2 separate regions of the Muntiacus reevesi genome follow, and region 1 is linked to region 2. Evidence: chromatin contacts called from public Hi-C data. All regions are on one chromosome and are shown on one strand. Each heading gives the region's core, a stretch centred on a gene start, on an enhancer-like site or on the middle of the called end of the contact. The rest is flanking DNA. Distances are from core to core; before and after follow the strand shown.

The links. Hi-C and Micro-C count contacts between places; a contact is called where the count stands out from the background.
Region 1: a Hi-C map of muscle shows a contact between it and region 2, with 5 times the contacts expected there. The contact joins the promoter of COQ2 here to the promoter of ABRAXAS1 in region 2. A contact is called at or near these places in 2 of 3 Hi-C or Micro-C datasets (blood and muscle).

What each region holds. Positions count from the first base shown.
Region 1 is chr22:18,368,944-18,375,272 of mMunRee1.1, forward strand. It overlaps COQ2 (coenzyme Q2, polyprenyltransferase), which reads left to right and starts at 4,251. Exons shown (of 7, transcript XM_065914491.1): 1 at 4,251-4,532. The coding sequence starts at 4,280.
Region 2 is chr22:18,210,368-18,216,765 of mMunRee1.1, forward strand. It overlaps ABRAXAS1 (abraxas 1, BRCA1 A complex subunit), which reads left to right and starts at 4,918. Exons shown (of 10, transcript XR_010660306.1): 1 at 4,918-5,038.

The DNA of each region.
Region 1 (6,329 bases), core at 3,001-5,500, 160 kb after region 2:
TGAATTTGCTGCAATAGGCAATTAGAGTTCAGTCCCACCAGTACCAATGAGAAACATGACTGCGCTTCATAGTTTTTCTCTTATTATTCTCATGTTTCTTAGCAGCTATCATTTCATACTCACTTTATTGTCAATTATAATTTTCACAAAGAACATCTGCTTCACATAAAAGAGTTTTAAGGCCACAGCGAAAGTGGTTAGGAACTCTCTTCTGACAGGAGCCAAGGGAGAGACATACAGAGAAAGTGTGAAAACAGGAAAAAAGAAATTATCTGGGTATCGCTTGAAACTTGGTTTCGCTATTTGTGACTCGTTATCCTTAGTATTTTGATCGCCTAACCCTGAGGTAGTTACCAAGGAAAGTGACTGAGCAGGTATGCACGTATGCATTTAGACCACCACAGCACAGAATCACATCAGTCTAATAACCTCCTTGTTTAATTAAGTTAACAGAACACATGGAGGAGGATGGTTGTGTGATCAGGAGGTACTCTCTGGCAATGCTGACCCTTGGCCTAAACATCATACCTGTCCCCCAGACACCCTATGAAGACCCGCATCCCCAAAGAGTACCCTTATCCTAGGGCCAGTGCATCCTCAGAAGCTCTCTATTGTCCTCCACTGAATCAGGGTTGCAAGAACGCCTGCCCCTCTGTAGCAGATCCCAACTGGCAAAATATTGTAATGTTTATAACTGGGGGAGGACAGGTAGGAAAAGTTCACCTTAGATGTCTAGACCAGCAAAGGCAGTCACTTTAGAATGTACCTCATCCCCAGAGGCAGGCATATAAACCTTTACCTGAAGTGCTTATCTGCCTGTCTATTTGTTTTGGCTGCAAATGAATGGCAGTCTCTAGATTACTATTTATCACTGACCTCCAGTTATATGTCCTTAACAGTGAGCTCATCTGTTTCCAGCTTCTGAAAGAGTAAGTTGCAAAGCCAGTTGGAACAAGTACGATTCAGCATGCTACTGCTCTCTTGTCCTTGGGGCATGTCTTTTATTTTCACAGAAAATGTCCTAAGCTGAATCTAGTGATCTGATTGCAAACACTTGACTCTTTGTCTGTTTCTTTAAGAAAGGAAGAAGTTTATGCAGGTTTAGTTTCTATTAGGACTAGAATGGCTATACCTTTAAATCCTTCTTTGACTTCTATATACATATACATGCATATATAACATTTATATATGGAACATATATTTACAAATATTTATATATAATATTGTCATATAAGAGAAAGATTTGATCTTTGCCCCCAGTTCTTGGCATAACGTTCCTGAAACCATTAGAATTTCCTGAGTGGTAAGAGTGTCTTATCTTATTCATAAGGAACTCCCTTTGAGCACAGCAGAATTTATACTAAAGAGGGGACTTTTAGAAGTGATGGTGTTAATCGCTCAGTTGTATCTGACTCTACGTGACACCATGGAGTGTATGTATCCAGGCTCCTCTGTCCATGGAATTCTCCAGACAAGAATACTGGAGTGGGACGTCCTGAAGGATGGGGGCTAGTAGCAAGAAGAACCAACCACCTGTTAGTGAGTTGGAACTTTTACTCCCACTCAGACCTCCAGAGGGGGCAAAAGGACAAACGACTGAGTTCAGTCATCAAGGCCAGTGATTTTTTCTATCATGCCTATATGATGAGGCCTCCAAAAACCCCAAAGGAACAGAGTTCAAGGGCTTCAGGGTTGGGAAACACATGGTGATGATGGGAGAATGGTATCTGTCTAGAGAAAGTGGAAGCTCTGTGCTTGCCCTATTCATCTCTTCCATCTGGCTGTTTCATAGTTATGTTCTTTTATTAAAAAAAAAAAAAAAGCAAAACTGATAATTGGTGAGTGAAACATTTTCCTAAGTTCTCTGAGTCACTCTAGTAAATTAATCTGGGTCTTGGGAACCTCCGATTTATAGCCAGTATGACAATGGCAAATGCATGCATTCTCAGTCACGTCTGACTCTTTGCAACCCCATGGACTGCAACCCACCAGGCTCCTCTGTCCGTGGGATTTTCCAGGCAAGAATACTGGGGTGGGTTGCCATTTCCTGCTCCAGGCGATCTTCCTGACCCAGGGATCGAACCTGTGTCTCTTGAGTCCCCTGTGTTGGCAGGTGGATTCTTTCACCACTGTGCCACCTCCACCTGAGAGCAAAATTTATCATCCCAAAATACATCTCTTTGGCATGAGGATTACTGTAGACTGGTTGTTTTTTTAAAAAAAACAAATGGATCAGGAAGAGCTTTTACTTCCTTCCCTCTCCAACTGCCTATAAACTGGAGAGGATGTGTTCCAGGAAGGGAGCTATCACCATAGATAAGTTCAGTACAATGTGAGCTAGGTTTGGTAGACAGGGAGGAACCTAACAAAATCTGTTTGCTAAAATTCTCTGTCTGGGGAACTCCCTGGCTGTCATGGGGTTAGGACTTCAGCTTCCACTGCAGGGGCCACAGGTTCAATCCCTGGCCAGGGAACTAAGATCCCACAAGCCATGCACACACGACCAAAATAAAATAAAAATAAATAAATAAAACTTCATTTAAAAAACATTCAATAAAAAAATAAAATTCTGTGTCCTATTATTTCTATATGGCCCAGCAAATATTTATTTACCAAACATTTGCTCTTCTCATTCTCTCTGTGAAATATCTTCTTTCTCTTTGAAGTCCCAGGCCCCCTTCTCTTTAGTCCAGGAGATTGTATATACCTCATTTTACCTGACTGTCTCTGGGGGTTCTCATGTTAGGATTCCTCCTACAAATGTAATTAAATTTTACTTTCTTTTATTAATCTGCCTCATGTCAATTAAGTCTGAGACTAGTCAAAAGAACCTAGAGAGGCAGAGGAAAACTTTTTTCCTCCCCAACAAGGATAGGTCAGAAGCACAGGTAACAATCTGGACTTTTGATGGGCTTCGCTGGTTGCTCAGAAGGTAAAGAATCCACCTGCACTGAAGAAGACCTGTGTTTGATACCTGGGTTGGGAACATCCCCTGGAGAAGGAAATGGCAACCCACTCCAGTATTCTTACCTAGAGAATTTCATGGGAGGAGGAGCCTGGTGGCTTACAGTCCATGGGGCCCCAAAGAGTCAGACACAACTGAGCCACTTTCACTGAAAGGGGGCTATCAACAATCTTATAGGACTCAGTCTAACACCTGTGGGAACTGATGCAAACTCCAGCTAGAGAGCGCCAGAATTGAGTAAAATTTCAGGACACTTCGGTGTTGCAGAAGCATTTGATGTATGGAAAATCCACGTGTCTGGTGTCACAAGTCATATAGTGCTGTAGTTGAGAATAAACAGGTATGGGAGAATGTGTGTTTTTTCCTTTACAAATATCGAATAAAATTTCCCAGTGCCTGGATCCCGCTGTCTACAATTGAACAAAGTGTTCAGTATGGAAGCCCTTCCACATTCATTATGTTTCTTCTTTCCCATAATGCTGGAAGGGGAAGATAGAGGATGAGATGGTTGGAGGGCACCACTGACTGGATGGACATGAGTTTGAGCAAGCTTCCGGAGTTATTGAACTAACTGTGAACTAGTTTCCTAAATTTATTAAGGGCTACTTCCTAGGCCACCAGCAGTGGAGACTCAAGATATCACTGAATTACTGATCGGGGTTTTAAAGATAGGCACTTAAAGACTAACCTAATTCCCTAGACCACTAAAATTCAAACGCGAGACTTGCCCACAGTCACTCTAATGATTACATGGGATAATACATGTAAAGTGCCTGTCAAGGGGCCTGGACCCAGCGCCCCCCAGGAGTTGACCAGGAAAAGTGCTCAGACCAGATGTTCCAGCTGCAAGCTCACAGGACCCCATACACTCGCTGCCTCTGGGTTATACGAACTCTGAATTTAAGGTTTTCATTTGCGCAATGAACGTCCCTTAACCCTGAATATGGCTTTAGTTTACATTCTTGGCTTTTGGCCGCTTGGTGACCTTTTAGCTTTAAAAAGGAAACCGCTGCTACTGCAAACCAGTATTGGGCTTCAGTAGATTTTTCTCAGGTGGTTTTATTTTACTTTTCCCTAAAATAACTGCTACGTATTTTGATACCAGGAATTCCTTTCTCTGAGGAACTCCTTCACAGCGCTAGGTGACCGCGACACGTTCCATTTCACGTTACTCCAAGGATCAGGCAGGCCACTGGGCTGTGGGGCCGGACCGACGCGGACGGTCATCCCGCTGACGTCACCGCGCAGCCTGCCGCTGACCTGACGCTCGGGAATGACGTCAGGCCCCTGCGGGTCCAGGCTCTGCCGAGCGCCATGCTGGGCGTGGGCGGCGCGGGACTCGCGCGGGCCCTGCGGGCTGGGACGCAGGCATGGCTGTGGGGCGCGCGCGGCCGCCCACTGGCCCTGGTGCACGCGGTCCGCGGGCCCCACGCGGCGGACTGGCAGCCGTCGGCCGGGCGGGGGCCGCGCGGGCGTCCGCTGAGCCTGTCTGCAGCCGCGGTCGTGAACTCGGCTCCCCGCCCTCTGCAGCCCTACCTGCGCCTCATGCGGTTGGACAAGCCCATAGGTGAGTGCGGACGGACGCGGCGGTCCGGGGGCTGCGGGCGTCGTGGAAATGAAGCCCGAAAGCCGCGGCCTGGCCTCCAGGTGCTCGTTACCCTCGAGAAACCCGAACAGGGCGATCTCCGAAGTGCCCGGCCGGCTGTCACGCCTCCCTGAATCCTGAGCCCCGGAGCGGGGCAGAAACTCCGCTCATTCCACAGACCGTGTTTGTAAGTTGTGAATCGAGCGGAAATTCCGTGCCCGCATCCCTGCATTTGCGCAGATTTGCAGTGTGCAAGCACTTCCACATTCAGTGTGTTTCATCTTTCCCATAATGCTGCAAGGCCCCCCCAGCAAATGCAGAGGAAACCAAGGTTCTTTGGAGAGCCAGACCGGATGATGCTGAGTTTCTTAGTTCTTTGCCCTACACTGTTTGTAGCACAAAGATTTAATTCATTCGAATGCTGCAGGCTTTGCACTTGTGTACTACTTATCAGCTCACGGTCGCCTCCTAAGGGAGAAGTTCCTTGAATTTTCTGTGTAACGTATTCACCTTTCACTTCTCTCTTTACCTCTCATTTTTCTTCATAACCTTCGTCGCTAGCCTTATACATTTATTGGTTGATACATTTTTCCAATACAGCGTAAACTCCACTTACATGGGACTTTTATTTCTAATGTCTAGAAGAGCCTGGCAGTAATATTGAAAGACTGAAGTCCTACAGCATCGCCTAGCCTTAGGGATAGAAAGAGCTGTGGCAACTTTGTCCTTTCACAGAACTCCCAGTCTGGTTAAAAAAAAAAAAGTATTGGGTGAGTTGGGAAAGTATGGGATCACATATAAGTGATACAGATAGTAAGTACAGCAGGAAAAGAATAATTATTGTGAATCTTCATTGCTGGAAAAAGTTGAGAAGAAAGTGTACCTCAAAGCAGTGGTCCCCAACATTTTTGGACTGGTTTCGAGAAAGACAGTTTTTCCCAGTGTTGGGGGTTGTGGGAGAGTGGCATGGTTTGGGGATGATTCAAGTGCATTTTGGGCTTCCCTGGTGGCTCAGTTGGTAAAGAATCCAGCTGCAATGTGGGAACCTGGGTTCAATTCCTGGATTGGGAAGATCCCCTGGAGAAGGGAAGGGCTACCCACTCCAGTATTCTGGCCTGGAGAATTCCACAGAGTCTTTAGTCCATGGGGTCGCAAAGAGTTGGACACAGCTGAGCGACTTTCACTTTCACTTCACTTTTCAAGTGCATTACACTTATTGTGTACTTTATTTCTATAATTCTGACATCAGCTTCACCTCAGGTCATCAGGCATTAGATCCCAGAGATTGGGGACCCCTGCCTCAAAGGACAGGTAGATCTTGCAGAGGAGGAAAGAGTTCCTCATTGGTGGGGGAATTATTTTTGCAACGACTCAAGGGTAGAGGGTTGGTACACTAAGGACATAAGCTCGTCTGGAACCCCAGTTGAGCATAGAGAATAGTGGGCATCAAGGCTGGTTAAGAGCTGGACGGAATAAGAATGGACAGAGGAGAGAGAGGGGTGGAGGCTGAACTCTAGGTAATCTGGCTGACGGCATGTACCATTGCATGGATGATAAATACATTCAAATGCCTAGATATAGTCCCCACCTTTGCTCAGCTAAGACCCCCAAATTAGGCCTTCTTTTTTGTATTCTAGATTTAATCACTATCATTTGAGATCAGAGCACTAAGCATTTATAACAATCAGCAATTAAAGTGTAAAAGTCAATTAAATGATAGGCACAGTCCTGCCATCATGACCTGTGACGTTTGGGGGCCAGATTCAAGTTGATAGGCAT
Region 2 (6,398 bases), core at 3,668-6,167:
GTTTGTATGGATTCTGTGCTTAGACTTTTGGTAAATGGTCTCTGCTAGGGCTCCATTCAGCACATGGCATTAGTCTTAAGTAGTTCAGTTCAGTTCAGTTCAGTCGCTCAGTCGTGTCCGACTCTTTGTGACCCCATGAACTGCAGCACGCCAGGCCTCCCTGTCCATCACCAACTCCCGGAGTTTACTCAAACTCATGTTCATCGAGTCGGTGATGCCATCCAGCCATCTCATCCTCTGTCGTCCCCTCCTCCTCCTACCCCCAATCCCTCCCAGCATCAGGGTCTTTTCCAATGAGTCAACTCTTTGCATCAGGTGGCCAAAGCATTGGAGTTTCAGTTTCAACATCAGTCCTTCCAATGAACACCCAGGACTGATCTCCTTTAGGATGGACTGGTTGGATCTCCTTGCAGTCCAAGGGACTCTCTAGAGTCTTCTCCAACACCATAGTTCAAAAGCATCCATTTTTCGGCCCTCAGCTTGCTTCAGAGTCCAACTCTCACATCCATACATGACTACTGGAAAAACCATAGCCTTGACCAGATGGACCTTTGTTGGTAAAGTAATGTCTCTGCTTTTTAATATGCTATCCAGGTTGGTCATAACTTTCCTTCCAAGGAGTAAGCGTCTTTTAATTTTATGGCTGCAATCACCATCTGCAGTGGTTTGGGAGCCCAAAAAAATAAAGTCTGACACTGTTTCCACTGTCTCCCCATCTATTTACCATGAAGTGATGGGACCAGATGCCATGATCTTAGTTTTCTGAATGTTAATTAGTAATTGCCTCTTATTCAAAAGTAATGGTTATTAATCATGACACAGGGAGGTCTTCCTAAACATGATACCTTAGACATAAAGATTAGGATATGAGTAAAAGTTTTAAATACGAAGTGTTAAAGCTTCCGTATTAAAAACAGTTTACCTTAAATGCAAGTAAAAGTTAAAAGCAATCTGGGAAAAAAATACTTTCAATATTTGACAGACAAGGTTGATACCTTTAATATAAAAGCATTTTTAAAGCTATAAGATATAAATGAGAAGACATCAACTCTTCCACTTCTCTACAGTATTTTCTCAATCTAATTGCAGCCCATATTAGGGCTTCACCAGGATGCTGGTGCTGCAGTGCATGAGGCTCCTATGTCAAGGCATCTCCGAGACCTCTTAATTAGTGAAGAGGAAAATGGGGGGAGGCAGAGGGAAGAGCCAAGGGACTCCATAAGGTGGAAATTTTCAGGTGGTTGTTAAGAAATGGGATGAATAAAATGTACATTTTATTTGGAGCTGAGAAAAGGAAGCTTGGGTGGACCAGGTGGACCCTGAGGGTCCCGAAACATTAAAATGCCCCCAACAAGTCGGCTCTATTTAACCCAGTTTGGAGGAACTTTTTAAAAGCTGGAAAGAAAAGAATTGAATGAGAACCCCGACCTAGCATGGCCTGGGGCAATCAATAGTCAGGCAGACAAATCAACATAAAAATTTGACAAAACAGGATCCTTCCTTAGGCTCAAGCTCCAACACCTAGTGCACAGGAGTGGGTAAAACAGTCTGGGGATGAGGGAGCCTATTTGTTTAATTTGGCTTTTGTTTCTCTTGCCTGAGGAAAAGTGTCTAGAAAGGTATTGCTGAGACTGATGTCAAAGAATGCACCGCTTATGTTTTCTCCTATGAGTTTAATTGTTTTAGGCCTGACATTCAAGTCTTTAACCTGGAACCCCATTCTTTAGTTTTAGCGGTAGTTTCGTTACTTAGGCACAGTTGATTAAATCATCCCCTATTAGTGATGTAAACTCAATCTCCAGCCGCTCTCACTTAAGAAGTCAGTGTGAGTCACTCAGTCATGTCCAACTCTCTTTGACCCCATGGACTGTAGCCCACCAGGCTTCTCTGTTTTTGGAATTCTCCAGGCAAGAGTACTGGAGTGGGTTGTCATTCCCTTCTCCAGAGAAGAAGTCAGGAGTGCGGCTAAAAGTTCCAATCCTCTAATCAAGGCTTCCTCTTTCTGGAAACTAGCTCCCATCCTTAAAGCTATCTAGCCCACCCCTCTCACTCCCCAACAATCACGTTAGCATACAGAAGACACTACTGTCATGCTAGAGACGACAAGGATTTTAGGAATTCTGTTCTTGGATGCAGGAACAAAATCAAATGTATTTTTTACTATACCATTGCTATCCTAATGAGTATGATGCGGTCCATCATTAAAGTTTTTGGCATTTTTTTTAAAGATATGATTTTATTTATTTATTTTTGGCGGTGCTGGGTCTTCGCTGCTTTTTGCTCTGGCTTTCTCTAGTTGTGATGAGCGAAGGCTACTCTTTATTGTGGTGCTCGGGCTTCTTATTGCGGTGGTTTCTCTCACGGGCTTCAGTAGTTGCAGCGCTCAGGTCAGTAGTTAAGGCACATGGGCTCAGGTGCTCCTTGCGTGTGAATCTTCCTGAACCAGGGATCGAAGCCGTGTTCCGTGCACTAGCAAGTGGATTCATGTCCATTGTGCCACCATTTTTGTTTTTTAATTTTTATTTTATATTGGAGTATAGTTGATTAACAATGTTGTGTTAGTTTTAAGTATACAGCAAAATGAATCAGTTATACATATACAAGTATCTATTCTTTTTCAGCTTCTTTTCCCTTTTAAGTTAATACAGAATGCTATACGGTGGGCCATTATGGTTTTGATTTGCATTATCCTAATGACTAACTCCGGGAGTTGGTGATGGACAGGGAGGCCTGGCGTGCTGCGATTCATGGGGTCGCAAAGAGTCGGCCATGACTGAGCGACTGAACTGAACTGAACTGAATGACTAGTGATGTTAAGTATTTTTTCATGTACTTGTTGAGTGCATGTTCAGTCACTCAGTCGTGTCCAACTCTTTGCAACCCCATGGACTGTAGCCCACCAGGCTCCTCTGTCCATGGAATTTTTCCAGGCAAGAATACTGGAGCGGGTTGCCTTTATCTACTCCAAGGATTCCTGACCCAGGGATCAAATCAGGTCTCTTGTGTCTCCTGCATTGGCAGCTGGATTCTTTACCACTAGCACCACCTTAGAAACCTGTGCATCTTCTTTACAGAAAAGTCTACTCAAATCCTTTGCTAATTTTTTTCTGCTGTCATTGAATATATATTCAATATATATTACATATATTCTTTATATATATTCTGGATATTAATCCCTTATCAGATACATGATTCACAAATACTTCTCTTTTCTGTAGGTTGCCTTTTCACTCTCCTGATAATGTCGTTTGATGGACAAAAGTTTTTAATAAAATTCATCTTTTTTTTCCCTTTGGTGTTACACACAAAAAAATCATGGCCAAATCCACTGTCATGAAGATTCCCCCCATGTTTTCTTCTAAGAATGCTAGTTTTAGGTCTTTCATTTAGGTATTTCATTCCTTTTGAGCCAATTGTTGTATATGGCATAAAGTAAGGGTTTAATTACATTCTTTTGCATTTATTGAAAAACCTGTCCCTCCCCAATGAATTGTCTTGGCAATCATGTCAAAAATCATTCACTCTTGTATGTGAGGGTTTACTTTCAATGTCTTGGACAAACTTTAAAAAAAAGTTTTTAATCCTTTAGATCATTACTACCTATAAAATACAACTTAAGTGAAAATCTTTTTGTATTAACAGTGACTTTGCTGAGACAACAGCAAAAACTTAATTTTAGAGAAAAAACATAACTTCTAATGCTGTACATGTCTTCACTATGTTAGTCAAATATGGCTGCTACACAACAAAACCCAGAAACAAGCAATATTAATTTAATTCAGTAGTCTGATATATAGCTAGCTTTCATTTAAAAACCATAGCTTTATATATCATGTGTGGAAAATTGTTAATTCATAATCTTCCTATTCCCCTTGAAGACAAGTTAAAATTTTACATAATCTCCTGCTCAATCTTCCTCTGTAACTCAGCTTGCTCCTTGCAAAGTCTGGATCACATAGGTCATATAGTCTCAGAAAGTGGGGACTTACAATACTAGGAACTGGAGCTTATCTCGGTCATCCTTGTCCTGCTCTTTGCAATTGTCCAGCCCCTGCAAACCTGCTTAATCATGCCTGTCCATGTAAAGGTCAGGCAGCCCCCTCCCCATCTTGACCACCGTTTCCGTGTGTGCAAAACCCCTTAGTTTAAACCAGCCTATTAGCAGCTAGTGTTGCCCACTATAGTTTGTGTATAAAAGCTCTGTAACCCCTTTGTTCCGGGCTCAGAGCTTGGAGCGTTAACTCCTCTGGGCCCGCTGGCGTAATCAACCTGAGTTCTCCAGCTCTCTGACTCTGGGGCTTGGTTTCTCGATTACTGGTTTCTGTAGCACCCTTATCAAATGATCATCAGTATGTCTGTAACTATCATTAACTTGTCAGAACAAGGTTAAACAGTCTGTATATTCTTTGAATTGAGTTCTCAATTTTCTAAAAGCGAACACTCAGAGAAATCCATCTCCCTCCCTCACTCCACGAGATGAAACATCACTAGAGAGTTCTAGAAGAGACATTCTCTGACATTGTCATTAGTATTCTAGAAGTTTCAAATGGTAAAGCGTAGCATCTGACACTGTGAAAGCTCCAAACGTGGCATTTCCATTGTGTTATTATGCCACTAGGCAATGCTTCTATTCTGTCAGCTGTTTTCATTTCCCATACTTTCGCATCTATGCCAGGGCCCCTCAGAAGCAGTTAGCTGCTAAGGCGCTATTCCTGGCCCTGGACAGAGCAGTTGCCCAACACCCAGAAAGACGGACCTGAGCACCAGTTACAACCTCTTCACCGCGGCATCCCCACCAGAGGGCGCCCAAGCCTCGCCCGCCGGCCCGCGACCCCGCGGAGCGCGCCGTGGCCACTGCGCAGGCGCAGACCCGCCTCCTCGGGCGACTCCGCCTCCTCACTCGGCCCCGCCCACGCCCCGCCCCCTGGAGTCGCGCGGCGGCGACGGAAGCATGGAGGGCGAGAGCACGTCGGCGGTGCTCTCCGGATTTGTGCTCGGCGCGCTCGCCTTCCAGCACCTCAACACCGACTCGGACACGGTGAGCCGAGGGCGGGGGCGGGATGCGGCGTCGCCTCGGAAGGCCCCCCCCAGCCCCCGCGCTTGGGCGACGTCCGGGCCGCCGCTGCTCGGGGCCGGCCCGTGGGCTCCCCGCCGCCGCCGCCCGGGCTCTCCGCCGTCGGCGCTGCCTTCTCTCGCTCCCGGGCGGTCCTAGAGGTGCCTTCTCCAGGTTCAGCGCCCCTCTTGGAACCAGCGCTTGCGTTCCCGTGCCTCGCACGCCCCCGTGTCTCTCGGCAGTCCCCCTTTTCTGGTCGAACTCGGTCGTGAAGGAATAGAAAGTTCACACAGCGTTCCCGCCGCGGCTGGGAACGTTGCGGGTTAACTTGCTCCTCGCTCCCGACCGTGGTTTTCGCAGACAACTCGGTGTTTCCCTTGCGGGGCCGCAGTTGGGCACGTTTGCTCACATGGATGGCTCGTAAAGGAAAGATGGATGATGCCACCGGTGGCTGTTTTGGCGTCAGTCTTAGTACGCGGAAAAGATCTGTATCGGGTATCTGACTTTTGTTTGCATTGTTGTCAAATTTATTAAGCTATGGCCTCGGCTTTCGCTTTTGTAAGCGTACATTTAAGTACATTTAAGCGTACATTTAAGCTATGGCTTCAGCTTTCGCTTTTATAAGCGTACATTTAAGTACATTTGAGCGTACATTTAAGTACAGCCTCCAATATGAAATATTTAAATCCTGATTTCACACTTTTGCCTAGGTTCAAGACCTTCTAGATAAAGTTAAGTAATAAAGTAGTTTTTGTTTTTTTAATTGAGCCTATTTTTAAAACTTTTTATTTATGGAACTAAAAACCAGTGTAAAACTTGGAGCCGGAGGAGTAGTGTCAGAGAGAGGAAGTGCTTTGTGTTAGTCGTTCAGTCGTGTCCGACTTTTTGCGACCCTATGGGCTGTACAGCTTGCCAGGCTCCTCTGTCCTTGGTATTCTCCAGGCAAGAATACTGGATTGCCATTCCCTTCTCCAGGGGATCTTCCTAAACCCAGGAATCAAACCTAGGCCTCCTGCATTGCAGGCAGGTTCTTGGCCGTCTGAGCCAAAGAAAGGAAGTGCTTAGTAACTTGCTAAGAGGGTTTAGGGAATATCTATACCAAACCTCATGATTTCTGCTAAATGTTGTGACTTTCATTTTGTAATAAAGGCTTGTCTTTTCCAAAACAGTATTTTGGCGCAGTTCTAATAAGGTTGGAATTGATAGTTTTTGTGTATGCAAATTTAAATTACATTGTAGCTTAACACCTAGCCTAGAGCAAATATATGATGATTTAAAATGCCTGTAGTTGTGGAAATTATCTTCGACTATCTTAGTGTAAATATAAACAAGAATGGGTTTAATC